Regions from separate parts of the Sus scrofa genome. Here all the other regions are linked to region 2. A link is a contact called in public HiChIP or PLAC-seq data. All regions are on one chromosome and are shown on one strand. Each heading gives the region's core, a stretch centred on a gene start, on an enhancer-like site or on the middle of the called end of the contact. The rest is flanking DNA. Distances are from core to core; before and after follow the strand shown. Region 1 holds the start of ACSM5 (acyl-coenzyme A synthetase ACSM5, mitochondrial). Region 2 holds the start of TMEM159 (a long non-coding RNA gene). Region 3 holds the start of REXO5 (putative RNA exonuclease NEF-sp).

Region 1 (5,027 bases), core at 428-2,927, 510 kb after region 2:
GGAAATATGATGTGAATTGTTACTTATACAATTCTTTTTTTGTTTGTTTGTTTTTGTTTTTGTAGGGCTGCGCCTGCAGCATATGGAAGTTCCCAGGCTAGGGGTCGAATCAGAGCTCTAGCTGCAGGCCTACACCACAGCCATAGCCATGAGGCATCTGAGCCGTGTCTGTGACCTACACCACAGCTCATGGCAGTGCAGAATCCTGAACCCAGTGAGTGCAGCCAGGAATCAAACCCATGGAATTAGAATCTGCATTTAACAGAAACTCCAGACAAGTCGAGCTCATTAAAGTTTGAAAAGCGGGAGATCCCGCCGTGGCTCAGTGGTTAACAAATCCGACTAGGAACCATGAGGTTGTGGGTTCGATCCCTGGCCTTGCTCAGTGGGTTAAGGATCCGGTGTTGCTGTGAGCTGTGTTGTAGGTTGCAGATGTGGCTCAGTCCTACATTGCTGTGTCTCCAGCCTAGACCGGCAGCTACAGCTCCAATTGGCCCCCTGGCCTGGGAAACTCCATATGCCCCGGGTGTGGCCCTAAAAAGACAAAAAAAAAAAAAAAAAAAAAAAAAAAGAATACTTCAACACTGAACAGCCTGGAGCCTGTCCCTGTGCTTCTCCCTGCTTTGACTGCACCCTAAGCACAATCATCTGTGAGCTGAAGCCCAGGCACCCAGAGAACAATTTTCTGGAAGTTAAACCTTATTAGCACATGATGGTTTTGAGAAACTGCCCTAGTTTGTTCTTCTCTCTGATCCATATGCCCTTTTTGCAAGAGCTGTTATTCTAGGCAGTAACCCACCACCAGGATCCTACTGAAATCTGATGCCAGCTTCGATGACTAAGCTTCCCCCAAAGAAAGAAGAATGCAAAGTTTGCTCCAGTCCTGATTCTCATCTGAAACCCTGTTTTTCTCCTTTTAGACAATAAACCTCCCTGCAATTCTTCCCCAAAGGAGGGTGCCGTCTTTAGGGCATTAGCCTGCTGTGGCCCACATTGCCCAGCCAAGGAATAAAGCTATTTTTTTTTTCTCCTTCACCCCAAACTCTGTCTCCACGTTTCTGTTTGGCACTGGTGGACAGAGCCTGCGTTTCAGCAATATTTCCTCTATTTTATAGATAAAGCTAGGCTTGAAAGAGAAAAGTGACATCTGGGTCTCACCTCCCAGAAAGGCCTAGACTCCAGCCTCTGTTGGGGCCACCAGCTCAGGAAGGGGGAGGGGGGCCCTGTAGCCACAGAACTCAGTTTCCCTGACCTGCCTGGGCCCACCACCCCTCACCTTCCCGAACTCTGCCCGGGACCTTTTCCTCTGCCTTTCACTTCTGGATTCCTGGGGCCCCCTGACAGCAAAGAATAAGAATCCCAGGCCTGCCTCCCAAGTGTAAAAGGCCATTTCAGGCCCTGTCCCCTTTAAAGTTCATTTGTCAAGGGCTCCCGGGGGCAGAGGACAACTCCCGCTGAAGGATATGATTAGGCAGTACCTCGTCCTTGAACCCAGGAAACACAAAGCTTCTGCTTCAGCTGAATTCACGGCTTAACGCCTGTAGACATCCGGGCTCCTGGCTGGTAAGGGCGATGTGCTGATTCAGCCTCCCACGGGACCTCTGGCCCCAAATGCAGGGACAGCAGAGCCCTCAGCCAGCAGAGGACATGTGGCTTCAGCTAGGCAGCACACGCTGAGCCAATGAGCTTGGCTTCCAGGCTTTTCTCACTGCTGGGAGGTGGAACCCCAGCCCCCGTGCCCGGTGGGTGTCCCCACTCTAGAGTCTATTTTCCCTAAAAATTCAGGTCTCCCTCTAATCGGAAAAGAGAACAGAAGCTTTTATTACATTTGAGCAGAGAGGAGATAATAGTGAAAATAATATAAGTGAACTGTCCTTCCGGAGACAGGAAGTCACTTGGCAGGTGCCCGGAGCCAGCGCTAACACGGGATCTCTTTGTTGAAAATAAACTGTGGTCCTACTGCACGACTGTGCACACTTCCTAAGAGAAATTAATAGTAACACAAATAATTTCACACTTGAATTAAAAGAATTTTGGGGGGTATGTAAATGACAACTAAATAAAGCTTCTTAAAAGAACAAAGCCTTCTCTGGCGCCTTGTCTAGCTCAGCGTCAAAGGCAAAGTCTAGAGAAGAGCTCCCAGCAGGCACGCTGTGGCTTTGAAGTTCTGGTTTGCAGGGCGGCTGCTGGTAAACTGGTCCTCTGAGAACAAAAGCTGCACGAGTGACTTTTTGCATTTGCCCGGATCTGTGGTTAAAATTCCTACCATGGCAAGTTTTGAAACTGCCCACATTCAGGACTTGAGAACCCAACCCAAAATCCAGATTGGGATTTGAACTCAGGTGCCCGGACTCAAACCCAGCCCAAATGCAGATTGGGACTTGAACCCACGGGTTTTATTTTTTAATTTTTTAAATTTCATTTTATTTTTTTGTCTTTGTAGGGCCGCACTGGCGGCAGATGGAGGTTCCCAGGCGAGGGGTTGAATTGCAACTATAGCGGCTAGCCTACACCGCAGCCACAGCAACGACAGATCCGAGCCTCATCTGTGACATACACCATAGCTCACAGCAACACCAGATCCTTAATCCACTGCGCAAGGCCAGACATCGAACTTGTGTCCTCATGGATACTAGTCAGATTTGTTTCCTCCGAGCCACGAGGGGCTCTCCCATTGAAGCCACAGCTTTTTTTTTTTTTTTTTTTTAATTTTTAAATTTATTTTTATTTTTTGTCTTTTTGCCATTTCTAGGGCCGCTCCTGCAGCATATGGAGGTTCCCAGGCTATGGGTCTAGTCTAATCGGAGCTGTAGCCACCGGCCTACACCAGAGCCACAGCAACATGGGATCCAAGCTGCGTCTGCAACCTACACCACAGCTCGAAGCAACGCTGGATCCTTAACCCATTAAGTGAGGCCAGGTATCGAACCCACAACCTCATGGTTCCTAGTCGGATTTGTTAACCACTGAGCCACGATGGGAACTCCGAAGCCACAGCTTTTAAATTAGAATCACTCACCTGGCGGGTGGCTGGACTTAACTGGGGTACTTTAGGCCTCAGCGCAGTGGGAATTCAGCAAGAGACAAAGTGATAGGCAGGAAACAGATTTATCAAGATTAGGTGCTAGTGAGAGATACAAGCAGGTGGGCGAGGAGGCTCTGCCCCTCGGAGTAGGAGGGCTGCAGTTTTATCATCCAAGGGGTGCAGGGGTCAGAAAAGACCGCCTCTTCCTCTTTCTTTGAGCAGTGGCTCCTCCTTGGTATCTGGTAGGAGAGTATTTGACCCTATAAGGTCAAACTCGGACTGCCATGGTGCTTATTCAAATCAGCAGAAGGGTGGTCCTTAAACTCCTGCCCTGGGTCTGAACCTGAAAGCAGGGCTTCCCCCATCTCCCACCCAATGACCTCAGGCACATATGGAGCCTCCAAGAGTCCAGCAAGCCTGCCTCCTGCTAATGGCCCTCGGGACAATCACTGACCCACAGTGAACTCCCAAAGCTCCCCCGGCCGCCCCCACCTCTCTCCATGGCCCCCCATTGGGACCCCCATAACCACCCAAGCAACTATCCTACTCCATCCTGATCAGTTTCCACTAACCAAAATTTATTGGCTTGCCGAATTTCGGATTATTTACAGGCTCTCAGGTCACCCGCAGGCGAACTCCTCTGCCAGGACACCCCTTCCCCAGAGCTCAGGGCCTGGCAACTCCGAGGGCTCAGCTCAGGGAACCTTCAATGCCCAAACTCCCTGCCTGGAAACGGAACCCTCTCCCATCTGACACAGCCTGCCACCTGAAACCAGGTACCAGACCCTAAATCTTTGTGTCTTGAAGTAAAAGCCCTTTCCTTTAGCCCCACCCCCCCACCCCCCAGCCTCCCCTCAGTCCCAAAAGGCTGACTCAAGAGTTAATGATTAGGAGATATTGTTACAGCTAAAAACTAGGTAGAAGAGTCTCCATGATGCTTTGTCCTATCTTGGCCCGTGAACTTATTACTAACATTTACTTTCTTTCTTTTTTTTTTTTTTTTTTTTTTTTTTTTTTTTTTTGCCTTTTTGCCTTTTTGCCTTTTCTAGGGCCACACTCGCAGCATATGGAGGTTCCCAGGCTAGGGGTTGAATTGGAGCTGTATCCTCCTGCCTACACCACAGCCACAGCAATGTGGGATCCAAGCCGTGTCTGCGACCGACACCACAGCTCACGGCAATGCCGGATCCTTAACCCACTGAGCAAGGCCAGGGATTAAACCTGCATCCTCACGGATCCTAGTCTGGTTTGTTAACCACTGAGCTACAAAGGGTACTCCTAAATATATTTATTTTTTTCCCCAGCTTTATTGAGAAATGATTAACAAGTTGAGGTATATATATCACACTTAAGGTTGTGATATGATGCTGTACACGTGTACGTTGGGTAAATAATTGCCAGAAGCAAGTGAGTGTCTTCCAGGCACTAAGTCACTGCTTTACAGGTATCACCTCTGCTAGAATATGTAGGGCCCTTTGGGCGTCATGTGCCTTTTTACAGCTGAGGAAACAGAGCCTCAGAACGCACGACCCTCCCAGGACCACAGAGCTGCTCACCAACAGAGCCGGGATTCACATTCCAATATATGGACACCTTCATGCTACACCAGCTACCCCTGGTGTGCTTTGTTTCTGCAACCCCCTCCCCAATGACCTCTAGCCCTCCACCCCTCGACCCCCACTCAGCAGGGCAGGGCAGGGCCCCCACTGACTCAACAATGGCCTATTCTTCTCCAGGGCCACCCCTGACCCTCCAGAACCCCAGAACTCAGAACATTGCTGCTGAAGCTGCTGTGGCTTCAGGGTGTCCAGGGAGGGACTAACCTGCTGCCTCTGGATCTCTCTAGACCTCTCAGCTGCCCTTGGGTCCTGCTCTGGTCACGTAGGGAAGCCACGAACCTGCCCTTCAGGCCACGACTTCCCTCCTCAGGGGCCACAGACTTTGCTGCCCCGGCTCTGGCTCGGTTCCAGGGGGCCCTAAGAGAAACCAGGGGACCTGGGAG
Region 2 (4,772 bases), core at 1,721-4,220:
CCTTAAATTGGAGGTGGCTTGCGAGTCTTTCTCCTCCTGAAATGTGGATACAATGGCTGATGCTCTAGCGACCATCTTGGACAATGAGTTTGAAGGGCACAACTCAGACATGGCAAAGTGGTTGAGTGAGAAAGCTTTCTGACCTACCTCCAGATATCTTTTACTTGAGAAATAACTTTCTGTGGTGTTTAAGCTAGTGTTACTTTGGGATTTTCCATGATAGGCTCTGATTGGAAACTGACCTTTGAGTTATTCTGGACAGAGTCTATCAGCAAAGACAGCTTCCTCTGCAGCTCCTGCAAGTCTTTGGAAATACTCGGGGGCTCCTCTTTCGCCATCTGGAAACCTACTTCGGTCTCTTTAGGAATTAATTCTACCAGTAAGCTCGTCAGTGCAGGACACAGCCAAATCTCTCATGTCACCTTGTCTCTTGCTGTCACTGGAGGAAATGAAAAGTATCTTAAACCATTAGTGGTCTTCACCCAACTGACCCAACAAGAGTGTCTATCTCACACACTGATGGTGGGCATGAAGACAGAGGATGACTTGGCAATTTCAAAGTGTACACACCTTGATCCAACAAGCTATTTTCTAGGAATCTGAAAGAAATAATCAAACAGTTATATCAAAACATGCCAAAAGGATGTGCAGTGCATCTCTATTTATAACACATAATAAATAGCAAAACAATAGAAAGAAGCTGTCTACTAATAAACAGTGAATAAATACACACAGTGGAGATCTGTATAGCCATCAAAATGAGAACGTAGATATTTGGTGAAATAAAAATATATTTATGATGTGAAAAAAATATAAAATACTACATCTTGTTACATATTTTATTTCTATATACCCATAGTAAAATAAAGATCTGGAAGGATATATAACATGTTAACAGTATTATCTCTGAGACTTTATGTTTATCTTTTTTAGCCTCAAAACATGCTGAAAAGAGTATGGAAGAAAGTAAGAAAGCTGAATACACTCCTTCAAGTCTTATTGCCTTGTTTTTTCTGTTTTGTTTTGTTGCCAAAAAGTCCTTCTCAAACAAGTGACAGCCAATTTCTTTATTTACTATCACCACTAAACAGGTTGGCTAACAATTATACTGTGCCATAAATTATTCTCTGTTTACTTGTGTGTAAGTCTCTTCTCCATAACAAGAGAGGAACCTCAGGGGCAGACTGCCACAATTATACCCTGTGACTTGATAACCTGGAATTTCCAGGACTGTTCCAATCTCATGTAATTATTTATTTTTAATAAAAGCTATGTGTTGTTAGATATTAATCTTTTAAATGCTTTTTTATTTTCATACAAACAAATATATTGTTCTTACTTTATTATTTCCCAGAACAACTGTAGGGCTGGACATAGAGATATCTTTTCCATTTCTTCCTTAAAACTGATCTCCTGACCCATACCACAAATGCCTAAAAGATTCTGCCACAGTGAACAAAATTAAGAGATACATTTATTTACCACACTGAACATCCCACATGCTAATCATGTGAGATGGGAAGAGGTAGCACCTAATATCTACAGGGTCTAGAAGCAAATTAAAGTACATTTTAATCACCCTGGGTAGAGATTCTCTGCTATAATCCCTTTTGTGAAAAAGGAATCCCCTGAACAGAGGAGAACTAACCCCTCTCTTCCCATATTGTCTCAGAAGCTGTAGTTGGCACCGACTTGAATTTGCGATGCCCCCAGTACTCAGTTCCTCTAATCTCAAATCTGCAACAGGCAGAAACAAGCCCAGCTCCCTTTAATGGTCTCCCAGGGCCTTGGGAACCCAAGGTCCACTCGGACCGGTTTGGGGAGTCTAATGGGGCAAGAGTGGGTAGAATCCCACAGACACAGCAATTCCCAGATCCCCTAGTCACTTACTCCTCGGATGGGCCTCCGCAGGCACTGAGAAGTCTCCGGAGGGAAGATTTAACCCCTTACACTGCGTAGGACACAAGTTCCCCGCCTTCTCCGCGCCTTCCGGGCTGAGCCAGAACACCAGCTAACCCACCCTCGCTTCTACAGCCCGCCGCCCCTCCACGACAAAAGCCCCCAACTCTTCCATCCCTGCCCCTCCCGGGGCAAACGGAAAACCTAAACGTTCCGGCTGGGGGGAGGGGGGGCTCCGCATCCAGGGCTGGAGGAAGGAAACCTGGGGGCAGCCTCGAGGGGATCCAGGCCTCCCGCTCCTCACGTGGTTCCAATCTCCCCGCCTTCGAAGACGCGAAAGGGGGCAGGCGCCCAGTTTCTTAGGATCCAAAGGGAGGGGGGAAGGGGGATGATGAAGGTAGAGAAGGGGGTCTGCACCCGAAAGGGCACCGAGGCAGGGAAATGGGAGCTCAGGAGGGAGTCGAGTACCTAGTCATTAATTTGGGGAGAATAATCCACCTTTGGAACTTGGAGTTCCTACCAGCACTGACGGGAAAGGTGGGTCCACGTTAGAGAAGAACCTGATAAGGAGGAGGGCATCTGTGTTCATTAATTCTAAAGAGGGGGTTTGGAGACTTCCCAACCAGGTTTCCCAAGAAAGGGCAGGGTCTCCGGGCTGGGATAGGGAAGACAAACCTTTCACAAAACGTAGCAGGTGTGGATAAAGCGTGTGTGTGCGTGCGTGTGTGTGTGCGTGTCTGTCCCCCGAGGGCTCGGAGGGATGGGACAATAACCAAACCGCAGACTGAAGGGTTTAAGTCCTGGGACGCCAGCTACCTTCTCAACCCACCGCCCCCGCGCTCTGCCGTTCGTCCCGCCCCGCGAAGTCTAGCCAGTCAGGGCCCTCAGTTTCCCCGCGCCCCAGCAGCCAGCTCTCACCTGCTCCTGTCAGCCGCACCTCTTATACTCTGCAGGCGGAGCAGAGTGTGCCCGGAGCGGGAAGAGGAAGCAAAACGCAGGAAAGAGGAGCGGGAAGAGGAAGCGAGAGGCGGGGCGAGGAGCTGGAGCTCGCGCCCTCCCACCCCCTCCGCGGCCCCGCCTCGCACCTCCCTTCCCCTCCCCTCCCTCCCCTCCGCGGCCCGGCCTCGCGCCTCCTCGCCCCTCCCCTCCGCTCCGCGGCCCCGCCTCGCGCCTCCCTTCCCCTCCCTCCCTCCTCTCCGCGGCCCGGCCTCGCGCCTCCTCGCCCCTCCCATCCGCTCCGCGGCCCCACCTCGCCCCTCCCCTCCCCTCCCCTCCCTCCCCTCCCTCCTCCCTCCCCTCCCTCCCCTCCGCGGCCCGGCCTCGCGCCTCCTCGCCCCGCCCCTCCTCTCCGCGGCCCCGCCTCGCGCCTCCTCGCCCCGCCCCTCGGCTCCGCGGCCCCGCCTCGCGCCTCTCCTCTGCTCTGCTCTTCTGGGCTCACCGGGCCCAAGGTCCCAACGACCACGCGGAGGCGCTGCAAGCTGCGGCGTGGCGGCCAGAGCATAGCGCCGGGTGGCCACAGCAAAGTGCGCGGAGTCCCTCAGCCTTTCGGAGCTTCTCGGACGGGCGTTGAGTGAGGAGCTCGTGAGGAAACTGAGGCTCTGAAAGAGCTGCCCTTCCACCTCAGGCAGGTGGACTGGCGCGTGAGAATGGGCTTTCTCAGGATCATAGGGCTTCCGCTGCCTAAATACCATGAACCAAGTCTTTTGGAGGCATCTCTGGAGCTCAAGACAGACAAGTGACAGTGACGTAAGTACGACTTTGACTGGAAGGTTTTAACTGCTACTTTTCAAATGCAAATGTCATGACCCAGCGACATCCTTAAAAATGGGTTAGATTAGTGTTTCCATTTTATACATGAAAAAGTCTAATCCCAAATCCTCCGTTTCAAATCAGAGCCAGAACACATGGTCCCTGACCCGAAATCCAACCCATACAGCAGGGTTTCTCAGCTGGACATCACTGCTGATATTTTGGTCAAGAAGATTCTGTGTTGAGGGGGCTGTCCTGTGTATTGTAAGATGTTTAGCAGCATCCACGGCCTCAACCCACTAGATGCCAGTAGTACTTTCCTTCCTAGCAGATGACCAAAAATGTCCCCAAACATTAGCAGATGTCCCCTGGGGGGCACAGTTGTCTAGGTTGAGAACAACTGCCATAGGACATACTGGTAAAGACCATGAACTGGGGTCCAGCAGTCCCGGGCTGTGGTCCCAGGTCAGACTTTTACTGTGTAACCTTAGAGGAATTATCTCTCTGAGCTCAGCTTCGTCTGTGAAAGGGAGAGGGGGATAGACTTGAGGACTCAGGCCCTTTCCATCCAGGGACCTGTTTTCATCCATCTCTCCTCTGTGACTCGTGTCCATAGCAACCTGGAAAATAACTCTTTAGGAAAGAGAAAAGCAATCACAGGTTTGTAGTTAGGGCTGGTGAGTACAATAATGGCTGTGAAGAACTTAGCACCTATCTGGCACATAGAAGGGACTAAAAATATTTAATGTATTTGTTTTTCCTCCCTCATCATATCAAGTTTTCCTAGTTTATTTATTTTTATTTTTTATTTTTTTATTGTGGTATAGTTGACATATAACAAATATCAGGTGTGCAACATAATGATTTGATATTTGTGTACATTGCAAAATGATCACAATAAGCCTAGTTAATGTCTGTCATCATGTATAGCGTTTTTTTTTTCCTTGTGGTGAGAACTTTTAAGATTTACTCTCTTAAAAACTCTCAAATATGCCATACAGTATTATTACCTATAATTGCCATGCTGTCTATTAATCCCCCTGACTTACTTATTTTATAACTGGAAGTCTGTACCTTTTGATTTCCTTCACTGACTTTGCCCATCCATCAATGATGTATTACTT
Region 3 (4,619 bases), core at 133-2,632, 330 kb after region 2:
ATCCCTGGTTCTGGAACTTCTATAAGCCACAAGTCCAGCCATAATTTAAAAAATTTTTTTTGTTTGTGTTTTAGGGCTGCAGGTGAGGGATATGGAAGTTCCCAGGCTAGGGGTCAAATCAGAACCACAGTTGCCAGCCACATCTGTGAGGTACACAGCAGCTCACCACAATGCCAGATCCTTTAACCCACTGAGCAAGGCCAGGGATGGAACCTGTGTCCCCATGGATCCTAGTCCATTCGTTAACCGCTGAGCCAAGACGGGAACTCCCACAAGTTTTTAAAAATGTTTTCACAGCATTAGTTCCCTTCTAATATACTGTATAACTTATTTATCATATCTATTATTTATCTTCTTTCTCCACCAGCAAGGTAGTGGAGATATTTATTTACTCACTGATGTACCTCAAGTGCCTAGGGCAGTGACCAGTACATGATAGACAAAAGAAATCTGATGACTGAAGGGATGGACCACATATATTTAGCTCTCAATAAATGACAGGGATGATCATCAGCCTTATTATTCCCCTGCTGGAACGTAAACTGCACAAGGGCAGGGAATTTTGTGCTTTTGTGCACTGAGATCTCCCCCGACCCTAGAACAATTCCTGGAACAGAAAAGACTTCAATAAATGTTCGTTGAATGAGCGTTCTTCGCGTGTGCCAGACACGACACCCGTTTTAAACTGCCAACGTCAGCGGGATGGTATTAGGATCTGGGAGCTCCAAACCGCCTCGGGCCGCCCCCTCGGGCTCCCCGTTGCTCACCTTGGCCTCGGGCTGCTGTCTCTCCTCAAGATCCCACCGGGCTCTCATCGCCTCAGCCGCCCCGACCAGCTGGTTCGCGACGCGCCTCCTCTTCTTGCCCCTCTTGGGGGCCCTCCCAGTCCTCTCCCTCTCTGGCTCCATGAAGCTGTGAAGAAAGATCGGTTAGAGCTGAGAAAACCCCGACGCCCCGCCAGTCCGGGCGGCTCCTGCGTGGGGAGCGGCACGGGCTGCGGCAGCCTCCAACCTTCCTCAGATCCTCTCAATTCAGTTTACAGAGCGCTCCCCGCCCGCCGCGCAAAGCGAGGGCGCCAACGGTCTTCCCGGTTTGGCGGCGCAGCGAACTCCGCGGCCCCCAAGCCAAACGGTTTTACTGAGGACGCCGGAGGCCGCGTTCGAAACGGTTCCACAACGCCGCGAACGGCGCCTCTGACCGTTGGAAAAGAGGGGGGTGGGGCTCTGCCTAGCGGCTTCCCCACCAAAAACCACTCCCCACCCCCCTGACCCCCGAAGCCGCTGAACAGCAGCCCTGCGGAGAGCGCACACCGCCGCAGTCGCCGCCTCAGCTTCAGCCAGAGCCGCCGCCTCAGCCGCGCGGGGCTTTTGAATGGACCGGAAGTGGGGGGCAGAGCGACTTCCGGCCGTTGGGCTGCGGCGAGTAGGGAGCTTCGGAAATGGCAACCAAGAAGCTAGCGAGGTATGCGAGGGGCTTCTGCGCGGCCTGGGGCGGGGGGTGTCGCTCCTGGTCCGGCACTGGCGTCCGCGCCAGGGTCCGCAGTGTCAGCCTCCATTCTCTGCAGGTCGGGCGTCTCCGACCTGCTCTCTTCCCGGCTCCGGGCCGAAAGGTTCCCTCCTCTCGAGCTTCAGGCCACCCTCTGCACGAGGGTGGAAGGACCAGGGCTCTCTGTGTGCCCTTGAGTCAGCGTTTGCTTGTTCTAGGCCTCGGGAAACGATTAAGAACGGCCCTCCGGTTCCAAGATCATAGGCAGCCCCACCACACCCGTCAAACTGTTCTCCCTGCCACTAACTAGTGATCTGTTTAGTTCATAATGTAGATCATTTAGGCTTTTTTACTGCTTCTTGGACATGGTGTTCACCTTTCCGTTTCATGGAAGCAGTGCAGTGCATTAGTGGATAGGCATTACACTGCTATCTGAAATAGTTTCAGAGTTGGATGATCTTGGGTTCACATTGGGCAAATTGCTGAATTTGTTTTCTTACCCTTTAAATATAGGTAGCAAAAGTGACTGCCTTATACAGTTGTTGAGGATGAAATGAGTTCACCACCTGTGTTCAGCGCCTACTCTGTAGTAACCAATCAATAGATGTCAGCTGTTCACCACTCAAAAAACTCCAACAGGAGCTGTCTGCCTAGTTAAACTCTGCCTACTCAGCAAAGTAGTTTGTCTCACAGCACTTAAGACCTTAGTAAGCTTGTAAGCAGCTAGGGTACAGGTTCCCTGGAGAAAGAACCAGGTATGGCTTTCTTGACCTAACAGAAGCCATTTTTGACCTGGCCACAGTGCTTGTTCTTAAACAGGTCTCAGTAATTGATGATCTTAAGGGAACAAAAGAATGCAGAAACAAATGACTATTATCAGGCAAGAGAAATAGCAATAGCAAAAATAATATGTCAGTTGTAAAGCCTCCTAGTTCTTTTTCAGTGGTAAAGATCAGCCCAAAGCCCTCAACCACCAGATCAACTGGAACCTAAGGGATGATGATTTTTTTCTGACCCTCTTGACTTTAATCATCTAAAGCTTAGATTCTCCACCATCTAAGCCTCTTTATGAATATGCATGTACCCTTAGTTTAAAACTTCCCCAGTTTTGCTATTTTGAGAAAGATCCCTAGTGCCCTTACTTGCTGCAAGTAATTCTTCCTGTTCCCACTCTTTACCTTGGTTTTGTCTTTTGGCTGAACACCCACCCAGTTTTCAGGTAACAAGTTCATCCCTTTCTGTGGACTTAGCATACAACTTTAAGGATCCTTTATCATATATTACCTTATGGCAGTTTGCCATGGATATCTAGTTTTTTTCGAGATATTTTAAGCTCCCAGAAGGCTGGACCTGCCCTGTCTTCTCACAGTGAGCTGTATACACAGTGAGGACTTGAAAAATGCAAAAACAGAAATAAATTGAGCTTTTCGATACATCTTTACAATCACTTGAGTATGACTCTAAAATAAGAGGAGCAAGGAGTTCACGTTCTGGTGCAGCAGAAACAAATTGAGTAGGATGTGGGTTCTATCACTGGCCTCGCTCAGTGGGTCAGGAATCCAGCATTACCATGAGCTGTGGTGTAGGTCACAGACGAGGCTTGGGTCCCGTGTTGGCAGTGGCAAAGGCTGGCAGCCGTAGCTCTGATTGGACCCCTAGCCCAGGGAACTTCCATATGCCTCTGGTGAGGCCCTAAAAAGGAAAAAATATAAAATCAAATTAAATAAAATAAAGGGAGGAGAAATAATTGTCTTAAGTCTGCAAATATGCACTTTGAAGCCCAAGCAGGTAGAATGACTACTAAAATCAAAAGAGGGTGGCAGTTAGTATAAAAAATCAAAGTCTTGCCCTCAAAATCTAATTCAATTTCAATTATAATACATAAATATATTCATAATGTGGGTTATACCATCAGTTTGTTAGCTTATAAAAAGAAGAGTATGAATGAGTTTGTTGGACATACCTGGATTGTTTACCTTTTTAGGCAGCTTGGATTAATTAGGAGAAAGTCAATTGCACCAGCAAATGGAAATCTGGGAAGAAGCAAATCTAGTAAGTAGTGTCATTAGTTTCTTTATATTCTGTAGCCTTGTGTTTTTAGTACTAATAAAACATTAAGGACACTCTGATCTTTTGTAGAGCAATTGTTTGACTACTTAGTTGTCATTGATTTTGAGTCAACATGTTGGAATGATGGGAAATGCCACCGGAGCCAGGAAATAAGTAAGTCTGAACTGCCAATAGCCAAAGGTAGCACTAGATAAGTTGCTTGAAATTTTATAGCTATAAAACAGTTAACAGTTAGTTTGAGAAAATAAACTTTAGTGGATATGCCCATAACTTTAACAGTTTGATTTATTCCTTGGCATAACTTTATTGAAACCATCATATCATACTGCTTTGGTCATTTTGATATGCTTTACTAAAACAGTCATTGTTCAATAATGCTGTATGATGGCAATATATGTTTAATTTAGAGTGATTGCAGCCTTAATTTAACAATTACATATGCGTCAATTGCTAATTCTTTTGTACAGTTGAATTTCCAGCTGTATTGCTGAACACATCAACTGGAGAGATTGAATCTGAGTTCCACACCTATGTTCAGCCTCAGGAACATCCGATTCTTTCTGAATTTTGCATGGAACTAACAGGCATAAAACAGGTATGTCCTTCTTTTTTCACTTCTCTTCACATCCCTCCCACCCCAACAAAAAACAAGCAAGCAAGATGCAAATATTAAAATTCAGAAAGCAGTTTCAAAAAGAAAATAAAAGCTATATGCCATTTGGAATTAGGTTTATTCACTGTTCAGGAGAAATAATGTTCCCTCCAGAAGTCCATTGGAATCTTTAAAAATTAGAAAGAATGTGTTATAAAAGAAAATCAAATTTTTATTTTATAGAAATTAAATGACATCAATTTTCTGTCAATTGGGATATATTTATTTCTGTGTGATTTTAGATCAACCTAATTTTTCTTATCTTGTAAAATTTTTTTTTTTTTTTTTGTCTTTTTTTTTTTTGCTATCTCTTTGGGGCCGCTCCCACGGCATATGGAGGTTCCCAGGCTAGGGGTCTCATCGGAGCTGTAGCCACCGGCCTACGCCAGAGCCACAACAACGCGGGATCCGA

What was found. HiChIP or PLAC-seq counts read pairs in DNA pulled down with a chosen protein or histone mark.
Region 1: an H3K27ac HiChIP or PLAC-seq map of skeletal muscle shows a contact between it and region 2, with 4 times the contacts expected there. The contact joins the promoter of ACSM5 here to the promoter of TMEM159 in region 2. A contact is called at or near these places in 2 of 2 datasets of contacts at active chromatin or transcription factors (alveolar macrophages and skeletal muscle).
Region 3: an H3K27ac HiChIP or PLAC-seq map of alveolar macrophages shows a contact between it and region 2. The contact joins the promoter of REXO5 here to the promoter of TMEM159 in region 2. A contact is called at or near these places in 2 of 5 promoter capture datasets (fetal liver and liver), 7 of 47 Hi-C or Micro-C datasets (alveolar macrophages, embryonic fibroblasts, heart right ventricle and 3 more) and 2 of 2 datasets of contacts at active chromatin or transcription factors (alveolar macrophages and skeletal muscle).

Annotation. Positions count from the first base shown.
Region 1 is chr3:25,420,874-25,425,900 of Sscrofa11.1, forward strand. It overlaps ACSM5 (acyl-coenzyme A synthetase ACSM5, mitochondrial), which reads right to left and starts at 1,678. Exons shown (of 14, transcript XM_003124563.6): 1 at 1,479-1,678.
Region 2 is chr3:24,907,857-24,912,628 of Sscrofa11.1, forward strand. It overlaps TMEM159 (a long non-coding RNA gene), which reads right to left and starts at 2,971. Exons shown (of 8, transcript XR_002342386.1): 1 at 2,818-2,971; 2 at 571-599; 3 at 243-439. It overlaps DNAH3 (dynein heavy chain 3, axonemal), which reads left to right and starts at 3,304. Exons shown (of 66, transcript XM_021086503.1): 1 at 3,304-3,645.
Region 3 is chr3:25,237,624-25,242,242 of Sscrofa11.1, forward strand. REXO5 (putative RNA exonuclease NEF-sp) reads right to left here and starts at 1,383. Exons shown (of 20, transcript XM_021086509.1): 1 at 1,311-1,383; 2 at 768-912. The coding sequence starts at 908. It overlaps ERI2 (ERI1 exoribonuclease 2), which reads left to right and starts at 1,275. Exons shown (of 10, transcript XR_002342391.1): 1 at 1,275-1,461; 2 at 3,470-3,537; 3 at 3,625-3,708; 4 at 4,023-4,150.